Linked DNA regions of Astyanax mexicanus: region 1 is linked to region 2. Evidence: chromatin contacts called from public Hi-C data. All regions are on one chromosome and are shown on one strand. Each heading gives the region's core, a stretch centred on a gene start, on an enhancer-like site or on the middle of the called end of the contact. The rest is flanking DNA. Distances are from core to core; before and after follow the strand shown.

The links. A called contact is a pair of places that touch in the nucleus more often than the background predicts.
Region 1: a Hi-C map of muscle shows a contact between it and region 2, with 10 times the contacts expected there. The contact joins two enhancer-like sites. A contact is called at or near these places in 2 of 3 Hi-C or Micro-C datasets (both in muscle).

What each region holds. Positions count from the first base shown.
Region 1 is chr10:41,157,500-41,162,559 of AstMex3_surface, reverse strand. No RefSeq gene overlaps it. Among protein-coding and RNA genes, the nearest start is that of LOC125804836, 31 kb to the left of the region's middle. Within about 2 kb of position 1,934, the one cell type or tissue checked has an H3K27ac peak away from gene starts, as active enhancers do.
Region 2 is chr10:41,046,501-41,051,560 of AstMex3_surface, reverse strand. No RefSeq gene overlaps it. Among protein-coding and RNA genes, the nearest start is that of LOC125804836, 140 kb to the left of the region's middle. Within about 2 kb of position 1,775, the one cell type or tissue checked has an H3K27ac peak away from gene starts, as active enhancers do.

The DNA of each region.
Region 1 (5,060 bases), core at 685-3,184, 110 kb before region 2:
CTAATGGGTCACATAAATTATTAGTCTGATTATTTGATTAGGAGTCTTTGGTTCTGTTTCTGGAGGTCTGAATGCTGAAGTTTGGTGATTTTCCCTGTGTGAACTCACCTGACCTCGACTTTGGGCGCGTTTGACGAGGGAAAACACCAAAATGTGAGTTGCTTTCAATATCACAAGAGCCTCACTTGGAATTATCACTGTTGCAATCTTCCTGGGTCTCACAAGGCTCTGCATTGGATGTCTGTAGAAGCTACAGCTGATAATCTCATGATTGTGGTCTCTCACACACAAGGTCACTAAAAGCTCCATTACTTTAGACTGTTAAACTGGACTGAACTTTTTTGCAAGACACTGGTCGTCAGTGGTGATTTCTAACCATATTTGTTTAGTGATACTAATTATTCTGTTCTGGAGTCCTGAAGTTTGATGAGTCTCCTCTTGAACACACCTGATTTAACTCATCACATCTCACAGATGTGTGTGAAAAGGGAATTCACCAAAATGGGCTGGATGTTGGCCCTCCAGTACTTTCACTGAATGAGTGCTTCTGTAGAGAGACATTTTTGGATATAAAATGCGTAAATCTGAAGAACCTTATACAGAACATTTACAGCAGGTCAATTTTATTCACATTCAATTCAAAATGCACAGTATCTTAGAAGCGAAGATTGTGTAAAACAGTGGAAAAATAGGACTTGTTTATATAATAGTTCTACTTATCATTTAGCATCGTCATCACAATGTGGGAATGCGCACTAGTCACGATAGTTTCGTGTTACACCTTTTTTTTCTTCTTGATACAAATGGAAACTATGCATTGTTATAATTTTCCATTACAGATCTATGTATCTGCCAAATATATAGCAAATTATATGTAGGAAGATATGATTTATTTAACTCCAAAAGTATTTTTTTTTAACAACACAAAATACAATAATGTGCAAACAAACATTTTTGGCATTTAACCCTACTGTTTTATCCAAAAGATGTCTGAGTCTAAATATTTCACTATTAACTCTAAACAATATTTAGTGCAATGGTGTTCCTTATCTGTAACAGGTGATGCTTCAATTAGTATAATACAAAAAATATACATGCTCAAACTTTTTTTAATGTTTCACTACTTTATTACTTTGGAAAGACCAACATATAAAACATCGGAGTTTTACAATACATTACATCTTTTTTAGTTTATGTTTTTTAGGGGATGGTTGCAAATATGTGATGAACCATATGTTGATTAAAGCAAGCAGTAGAAGTTTTATAGTGAAAAAAATATTTTAATTATTTTTTCTAGATCTTCAAACTTTAAAATGGGTCAAAATCATTTTTTCTGTTTAACCAGTTACAAAGTCACATATTATTTGAACACATTTGGCAAGAGAAAGCCAGTGTTTAAATGTGTTTAATTCCAGCAGCTCACCTGAAATACCATCATTATGAAATTATGAGAAAACTATAAATAATACTATAATAAGACTCCCACGAGAGAAGTAGTGATGAACTTAATATGTTTAGTGCATTTGTTTTATTTTTTGTATTTATTCTAATATTAATGTTTTACTGAGCTAATCAACACTTTCTGCCCAAATAGCTAGAACAGTTTTTGTATTATACCTGCTGCATACACTTAAACAGTATTATATATCATAGGATAAAATCTTTAACAATGTCAATTTCTTTTTTCAATATCGTGCAACCCTACACTTAATCACTTCTTCGACCACCAACTTCAACTGACCCTCTATGGCTCCCTTTAATGTAGTGTTATTTTGGTACCGAGCTGTAATTGTGGTATTAAGCTTGGTATATCAGTACTGCAGTCAGAATGCTGGCATCGTGACAACCCCCTAGTGAGGGAGTGAGACCCATTGCGTGTGAGTCTCTCTATGTTCACGGCGGAGGAGATCTCCATGTGCTGGCTCGCTGGATGAAACCAGAGCTGTCTAGGGATCCCTGGTGGCAGCTTTCCACGTAAGAACAAGAGCACCCCTTTTCAACAGCTCTCCTTATAGGGTCCACCATCCAGAGTATTTTCCAAAGGTTAGGGTGTTCAGCTATAGCTCTAGGAATGGCCATTAGCTCATGTTTCACATGGATTCAGACTTCAAAGCTTCTGGGTACAGTCTACCCAGAGATACAATGAGCTCTATTGACTGCTTGCGTTGGTGGGGTGGTGATGAGTGTTGTTGTAAAACTGGCAAATGTGCTGCTGAACATTGTTTAGCAGTGAGAGAGTGTGTACAAAACAATGGAAAAAAATAGGCCTCGGTTTCCTGTTGTGCTCAAATCCCAGGCTCTTCCATAAATGTCTCTGTTAGCATCTTGTTGCTTGACAAATGGAGGTGAAATGTAATGAAATTCTGTAGTTTAAAGACTAAAATGTCCAAAACTGCCGAAGTTCTCCAGACTTTTTGTCTTTTTCTACCATTTTATGAACCTTTCTCACAATATCAGACAACAATAGTCCAGTGGCGTGACTTATATTACAGTGAAAATAGCAATTTGCTTAAAATTTACTTTACATTTAATTAATTGTGTCCATTTTTAAAGCTTTTTAAAACCGTACTATAATATACTAAAGCATCTCAAAAAAATGTTCAAAAACATTTGAATATTATTAAAGCATGTTTATTTTTTTCACTAATTCACTTCAAAATGTGAAACTCATATATGATACAGATGTATTACACAATTAGTGATCTATTTTAACTGTTTATTTCTTTTATTGTCATATTATTATGGCTCACAGCCAATGAAAACTCAAAAATCATTGTCTCAGAACATTTTAGCAAGTGGGTAGTGTGCCAAGTCCTGCTGGAAAATGAAATCCGCATCTCCATAAAAGTTGTCAGCAGAGAGAAGCATAAAGTGTTGTAAGATTTTCTAGAACAATACACTGACTGGACTTGATAAAACACAGTGGATCAACAACAGCAGATGACATGTTTCTACAAACCATCACTGATCATCAGTACATTTTACATTTCATTTGGAAATCAAGGAACCAGAGTCTGGAGGAAGAGTGGAGAGACACACAGCCCAAGCTGCTTGAGGTCTAGTGTGAAGTTTCCACCAATCAGTGATGGTTTAGAGAGACATGTCATCTGCTGGTGTATTTCTAGTTCTTGCTTAACAAAATAACCCTTACGTTTCTATTGCATAGTTGACCATCAAACCTCCTGTTTAAAACCTGATCATCCCTCGTGTCACACTACAGGACAGCATTTTCATTATAAAACCTTTTTTTTGTGGTTGTTATTGTCATGATTGTAGGGTGATGATGATGATGATGATGATGAGGATGATTGTTTGGTGTCCCAGCCAGATCTCCCTTAAGACTTAAGACTCTGGTTAAGTTATATAACTGAAGGGTGGAGGACAGCTATGAAAAGTATTCTTATGAAATAAAGACTTAAGATTTGTTACTCATGAGAACTGAAGCTCCATTATGGTCTTAAATCCTTCACAAATTACTTCTGAAGCTGTGTGTTAATCAAATTCAGGGCCTTCAAATTGTTTTTGATTTATTTTGTAAATGGTTGTATTTCATACTTGATTCATATTACATCATACCACAGGACATTTAGCATTTTTGTCTTACAATAAAAAAAAAGAAAAAAAAAGCACATCTATCTAAATGGGAGCACTTCTAAAATACATTTTAATAAATATTTTGGAAACACCTTACATAGAGCATACAAATAATTGTACTTATGACAATTATAAACACTGTTAAATGGTTATGAAATGATTCCACTAATTACAGTATATACATTACCAGGGCTCTCAAGTTTTGAAATTTGGTGGGCGTGAGATTGGAGGGAGGGTTGGGGGTGCGCACAGTTCTTCTTCAGTTGTTCACCAAAATTCCACCCTCTTACTAGGTCTGCCTAACAACAGAGCGATCTATATTCTGATTGGCTCAACGAGAGCACATTATAATATGCAGCCGATGGATTGGCAAGCGTGAGAAATACCTTGTGTGGCGTGTGAGGTTCGTGTGTCACACGCTCAAAGCGTGAGACTTGAGAAAACTGTACATTACATAATAATAAGTTAGGCATTCTCCATTCTAGTTAAGTACTGTTAATTAATTTGTTCACTCATATGTACATTATGTTACCAAATGTTTGTAAGCATCATGTCACCCACCCACCTATCATCTACAGCTATGAAGAAAAGGACATTTAGTTCTGGCACTTCTGGCGTAAAAATGAAAGTAAATGGTGCAAATCCTCGATTACGATGTTAAAAAAAAGAGAAAAGAACATGAAATAAATAGTTTCGTTCCTCTCGCCACATAAAGTTTGGACGAGCGGAAATGGCTTTGATTGTTCTGGCTGGAATGCATGTTCTGATTGGGATGTCTGATGGTTTTCTGGCTTGGCCCTGTAGCTCAATCTTAGCCGGCCAGAAAGAGAAAGAAAGAAAGAAAGAGAGAGAGAGAGAGAGAGAGAGAGAGAGAGAAAAAGAGCAGCAAAGGCAAGAGCAACAGCTGGGAGATCTACACTGTTATGCAACTCTCCAACATCTGGTTTTAGTGTGGTGTGGTGGGCGGCTGTGGATATCGGAGCCCTGAATGAATGTGGTCAGGCTTGCATGCAACTGGATAGTTACGTACATTGCGCTGGGCCTTCTGCGTACCCGTAGACCCTGTTTGTCCCTTTGTGTAAATATAGCTTCATAGACGGCTGTTTGTGCGGGGAGCCGTGCTCGGCTGCATACGGCTGACATAATTTCCTAAACCTCCTCGTCTAAAGCGCTGTGGAAAAATCACGAGTGTTATATGATGTTTGCTCTGTGTTGGATGGTTAGATGGTTAAATGGTTCGTGCTTGGCTCTTGGCACAAACAGCCTTTCTCTGCCTCCCAGGTGCTTCCTGTGGTGGCAACATGAAATGGGAAAGGTGTTTACACCAGGGTCTAAAGTCATAGATGCACAAACATAAGTGCATAAACAGGCGCAGATTTTTTGGCTCGAGTCTGGGTGTTTATGAAAGGTTTCTAGAGGTGTTAAAGGGTCTCAAACGAGCAGCAAATGGTTCTACACACTCTAAA
Region 2 (5,060 bases), core at 526-3,025:
GTGTTGTATGTTCCCTGCCAGGCAAGCGTAACAAAAATATCGACACGGGCCTCGATAAAAGACTTTAAAAGCGTCATAGAGCTTTTTATCAGGTGTACCATGAATTTTTGGCAGTACTTTTTTTCTACTTGAAGCAGAAAACCTATTTCTGCGTATTTTCCTCTCTAAAGAGTGTCCCAACACAGGCAAGGCTAGACTTTTTCCAACATACACTTTTTTTCCTTTTTTTTGTCCTGTTTTGCTCCCTTGACTTTGCGTTTGAGGCCGTGTTGTTCTGTTCTGTCCCAAGATCTCTTTCTACAACAACTGAACAGCACTCGTCTGTTCACACAAAACAATGCACACACCAACGTGCTGACTTTTTAGCACAGTTTTGCACATTAGGGTAGGGGTGACTTGAGGACTCTATGTTCTGGGTTCAATCTCAAGTCAAAAACAGTAAACACAGTAAAGATTGGAGCTGGAGATGTCTGGTGGTTTGGTTCTAGTTTCCCTAAAAGAATATCTGGCTATGTACATTTTATTTATTATATTTATTTATTGTCGGATCAAATAATTGCCAAAAAACAACAGGAATGCATCTTGGGTAACCTTGGTGAGTAGACAGATTATCATGTGACCAATGACCAAATGACCAATGCCAGATCATCTTTGGTCTTCATTGCAGAGACTTGACAGCCCAACATTACAGAACATTAATGAGTTTTGCAACCAGTGGTTCTCCCTTTTCTTTTCCACTTTTCAACAGGCCAGTGCTCATCCACACACTTGAGCTTGCCTTAGCCACAGATACTATGCCATAGCCAGCCAGATTGCCAGATCTACTGTATCTATCCCCAATTGAAACATTGAACATGTGTGTGAAGCTATTGGACACAATATCAACATCCATTTATTGTTCCTGGTCAGCTTTTTTTCTTTGTTCCAAACAGTATCGCAATTCGACACTTCCTTTTGGGTGCAACTACATGAGTGTATTTTTGGTGCATAATTACAGGATATGAAAACACATTATTTTGACTTGCATTACTACAAAGTGTGTTCCGCTCAATAAAGTCAACAGCACAAACTGTGAAAACTGCCTGCCCTGCCTGTTAAAAAAAAAGTCCTTAGAGGACTAGGTGTTTTGTTTTTGGATTGAATTGAATTGTTTTTTTTGTTTGTTTTTTGAACAGGGACATTGTGACTAACTGCCAGCATTTCCATTTGAACATGTCTGCAGCTGACAGCTCTGTAGAGGCTTTCCACTCAGAGGAAGCCAAGTGACCCAGAGACTGAAACATTTTTGCAGGGATTTCCAAGTGCAAACAAAATATAGTAGCCATCATGAGATCGGTCATGGGACACTTTTAGATCTGGGTTACATAAGGCTCTTGGGGGGGTCTTATGGATCCATGAAAAGCGACTGGACATAAACAAGAAGCCTAGTTCTTGCTCAGGAACATTCCTTCAGGGAGTGCTGGGCTCACAGTAGGCAGTTCTTTGATAAGGTCAGGCTCTTACTTGTGTGTATGACTGGTTGTGATTGCTGTGACTATTCATAGCCTCTCTTCAGCATGATTTAGAGCTTGTGAAGATTGTGGACCAGGCCCGTCTTCCTAATCCTATAATTCCCTCAGGTGAATTTTTGCACTGCGTGGAGGTTCTCGTGTTCTGTGGTGTGTCTGTGTTTGGCATGTCTGTATCAAAGGCCTTGGAGCAAGGCTGTCCGCCAAAGCCTGGACTTTTGCAGTCTTGTAAACAGGTTGTGTTGTGTGTGGCAGCACGCGGTCATGGCCATGTTTGTTTGGGCTCGGAATTAAGATCAAACTGTCTGAGAACATTAGCACCCGAGATGCGTGCTGATGAGCTCTGATCTGACCGGGCACGGCTGCAGTAAACAGAGTTTGATTTAATGTCTTCAATAGGTTCAGTGTTGGGCTGGATTGCTTAAATGTTTTTAATTTGTTATTCCTTGCACTTTCCTACTTTTTCGAGAAGCTTAAAATATAGATTGGACATGTTTACAGCTTTTAAGGAGACCGCTTCTTGACCTCATGGTCATGAATACACTTATTTGATAAAAATGAATGAACAAATAAATTTTGCTGTGAAACTGTGATCAGGTGTGTTCTGATTAGACACTTGGGGCTCTATCTTAAACCCTGCTCAAGGCATGTTGCGATGCTCATTCCTATCTTACACCCCGTCAACAGTCTATTTTTACGCCTTGCACCCGCGATGTTAAAATAGCATCTGAGTTTAGGAATATATCTACGCTGATTGTGCATGGTGGTCTGGAAGTGAGGTTTGCCGGCGGAAAACACAGGAGCTCCACTGATTGAAATGAACCTAGACAACAGTCAATCGACAGAGTCCGTTCCTATCTTAGCTACGCAGAGGAGCCATGCAACAATGAACAGAATAAAGAATGAAATAACATTGCTGTTTCCTTAAATGAGCTGCTGGCACACCTTCACAGTGTGAACACATAGGTCAGTATCCTCAGCTGAGACGCGCAAAAACGCTGAGCTGTTAAGATACCAACACACCAAAGTCAGAGAGGGAATGGGAACTGGCACAATTATTGTTTTTTTTTTAGTTTTTTGCCCAAAACAAACCCATTGTTAATTAAGGGAAAAAGTTCATGCACGTTTCAAGGCGTATTTTTTGGATCCTCAAAACACCAAAGACACTGGCATGCTCTAAATTGAAGCAAACCTATAGATCGCTGAAATGGCCCTAGATTATGCCACAAATTGCCATTAAACTGCGTCTCCTGCAACCCTATAAAAAGGTTCCTAAAGGCTACTCGGTAACACTTTACTTGGATGGTCCATTTTATGGCCTTGTTGATGCTCAACTGACATTCAACTAACACTGAATTGAATGTCCATTAAATTTAACTTAACCCTATGTTGAATGTAAATGACACAAAATAGAACCTAACCCTACACCTAACCCTAATCCTAACCCTTAATCAACCATAAAATCGAACCCTACACCTAACCCTTACCCTAACCTTAACCTAGTCCTAAAATCTAACCCTAAATCCAATCCTAAAATATTAAGATAAGCGTTTGGGTTAGAGTTGAATGTAGGGTTGTATTCAATAGAGAATAATTTACTTTCACCTTTTAGTTAATTTGCATTTAATAGACATGCAGTTGATTGTTAGTTGAATGTCAGTTGAGCATTAAAGAGGCCATCAAATGGACCATCCAAGTAAAGTGTTACCGGTTACTCTAGGGTAGTACACCTCTTGGTGAGACACATCTTGAAATATGTCTTTATGACACCACTTTCTGTGTGAAGGGGGGTGGTCCTTTCATCAAATTGTATGCCTGCCATCCATCAGTCAGCCATTGTCACCTTCAAAACACCTGGACAGCTATACTGGAATTGTATCATATTTAGCTACAAATACAGGTATTGTTTCGGATCCGACAAAACTCAGGTTCAAGTATGAAGGCCTTTTGATGAATGCTTCAATCCTGCCTTTGTTGTGGAGCAACACACTGCTCCATCTGCTGGTGTGATGATCTGTCATCATAGATATATGACAGTCAGTCACATAGTGATATGTGTTGCCACTCATGGCACGGCTTCCGACTGCCATTTTTTAGAAGGATAATGCTCACCCACACAACTGCAACACCTGCATGCAAATATAATGCAGGATTCCATAAAGAACGTGCATGCCTCCATGTCCAATCATATGTCATCTTCTATCTACTCTAAAATTGTAATCACTTTCATTATTATCATTATTACAGTCAGGCATAGGGTCAGTTTCCCAGACAGGGAACTAGACTCTGCTTCCTTTCAATGGAAAAACTTAATTCAAAATGCTGTGTTGTACAAAACTAGGATGAATCACTGTCCAGGAAACAGCCTCATAAAGTTTCATTTTATTCCAACAACTCTGTAAATTACTGTAAATGTGCTTACTTCAAAAAAGTCAGCTCTTTTAAGCTGACAGGTAAATAAAAGTAGGCGAAACTGGCACATAGCCATGGCATTTTCTGTAAATACTGTTTGTAGCAACTACTTATTCTGAGTAGTTTTTGAGTGTTTGAGACATTGTGTCAGGTGATCCAAATACGCCTCATATCTGCAAGTACTGTACATACAGCACTGAGCATATTTACTCAAGGACAAGAACAAAGAAATCAATTGTACGCAATAGACATGAAGGAATTTCATTCTCTAACTAATCTACTATTGATGGGAAGACCACTGGTGGGGTTTTCATTCTTATCAAAGCTTCTTCATTGATATATTATATATACCTGCTCTTCTAAAAAAACACAGCATACGTATATATAGTGCAGAAATCCCCAGCCAGCTTCTACACCTTCCCTCTGACCCGCACCATGCTAGGCTTCAGTTCTTAACCACACTCAGTAAATCCCACACCAGGAATCCGTTACTGCTCATGTGATCAAACTTCCTCAGAAATGTACAGAGCAGATGATGTTTTGCTGTGAGTGTTCACTGTTCAGTGTGACCACAAAGTCAGTGTTATGAAAGGAACGTGTCACTGGGTTGATGTCCAATGTTTGAACTTTCATGGTCCTGTTTTTGAGTGAAGTGTACAGTAGCATATCCACAGCATATCCATATTAGTTGTAAAGTCAGGTAGGAAATGTATTCAATGCAATTATATCAGCTGTAAAAATGTTTTATGATTTATTGTGTAGTTTTTAGGGATGCAACACATTTTTTGCAAATAGTCTACCAAAAACTGCAAAAAAGGATATCTGGTGTTTGCCTGGATGAGTGAAAATATTGCACAATTTGTGGTGAACAAAAAATATTTTATGTGTAACTTAATTTTTACACTTCATTTTTACACTACTTCAAACATAAAATTAAGTAAATCCTTTAGCACCTTCAGCATCACTCATCACACTTAGGCCCAATCCCAATTCACCCCTTGGCTCTACCCCTTACCCCTAACCCTACTGGGGGAAGGGATAGAGCTTGTTAGCCATTTATATGGCGATTTATCAGATGCACACTTCAAACCGAGAGGTATGAGATTAACTGTTAAGATGGAACAAGCACAAGTATTTTCC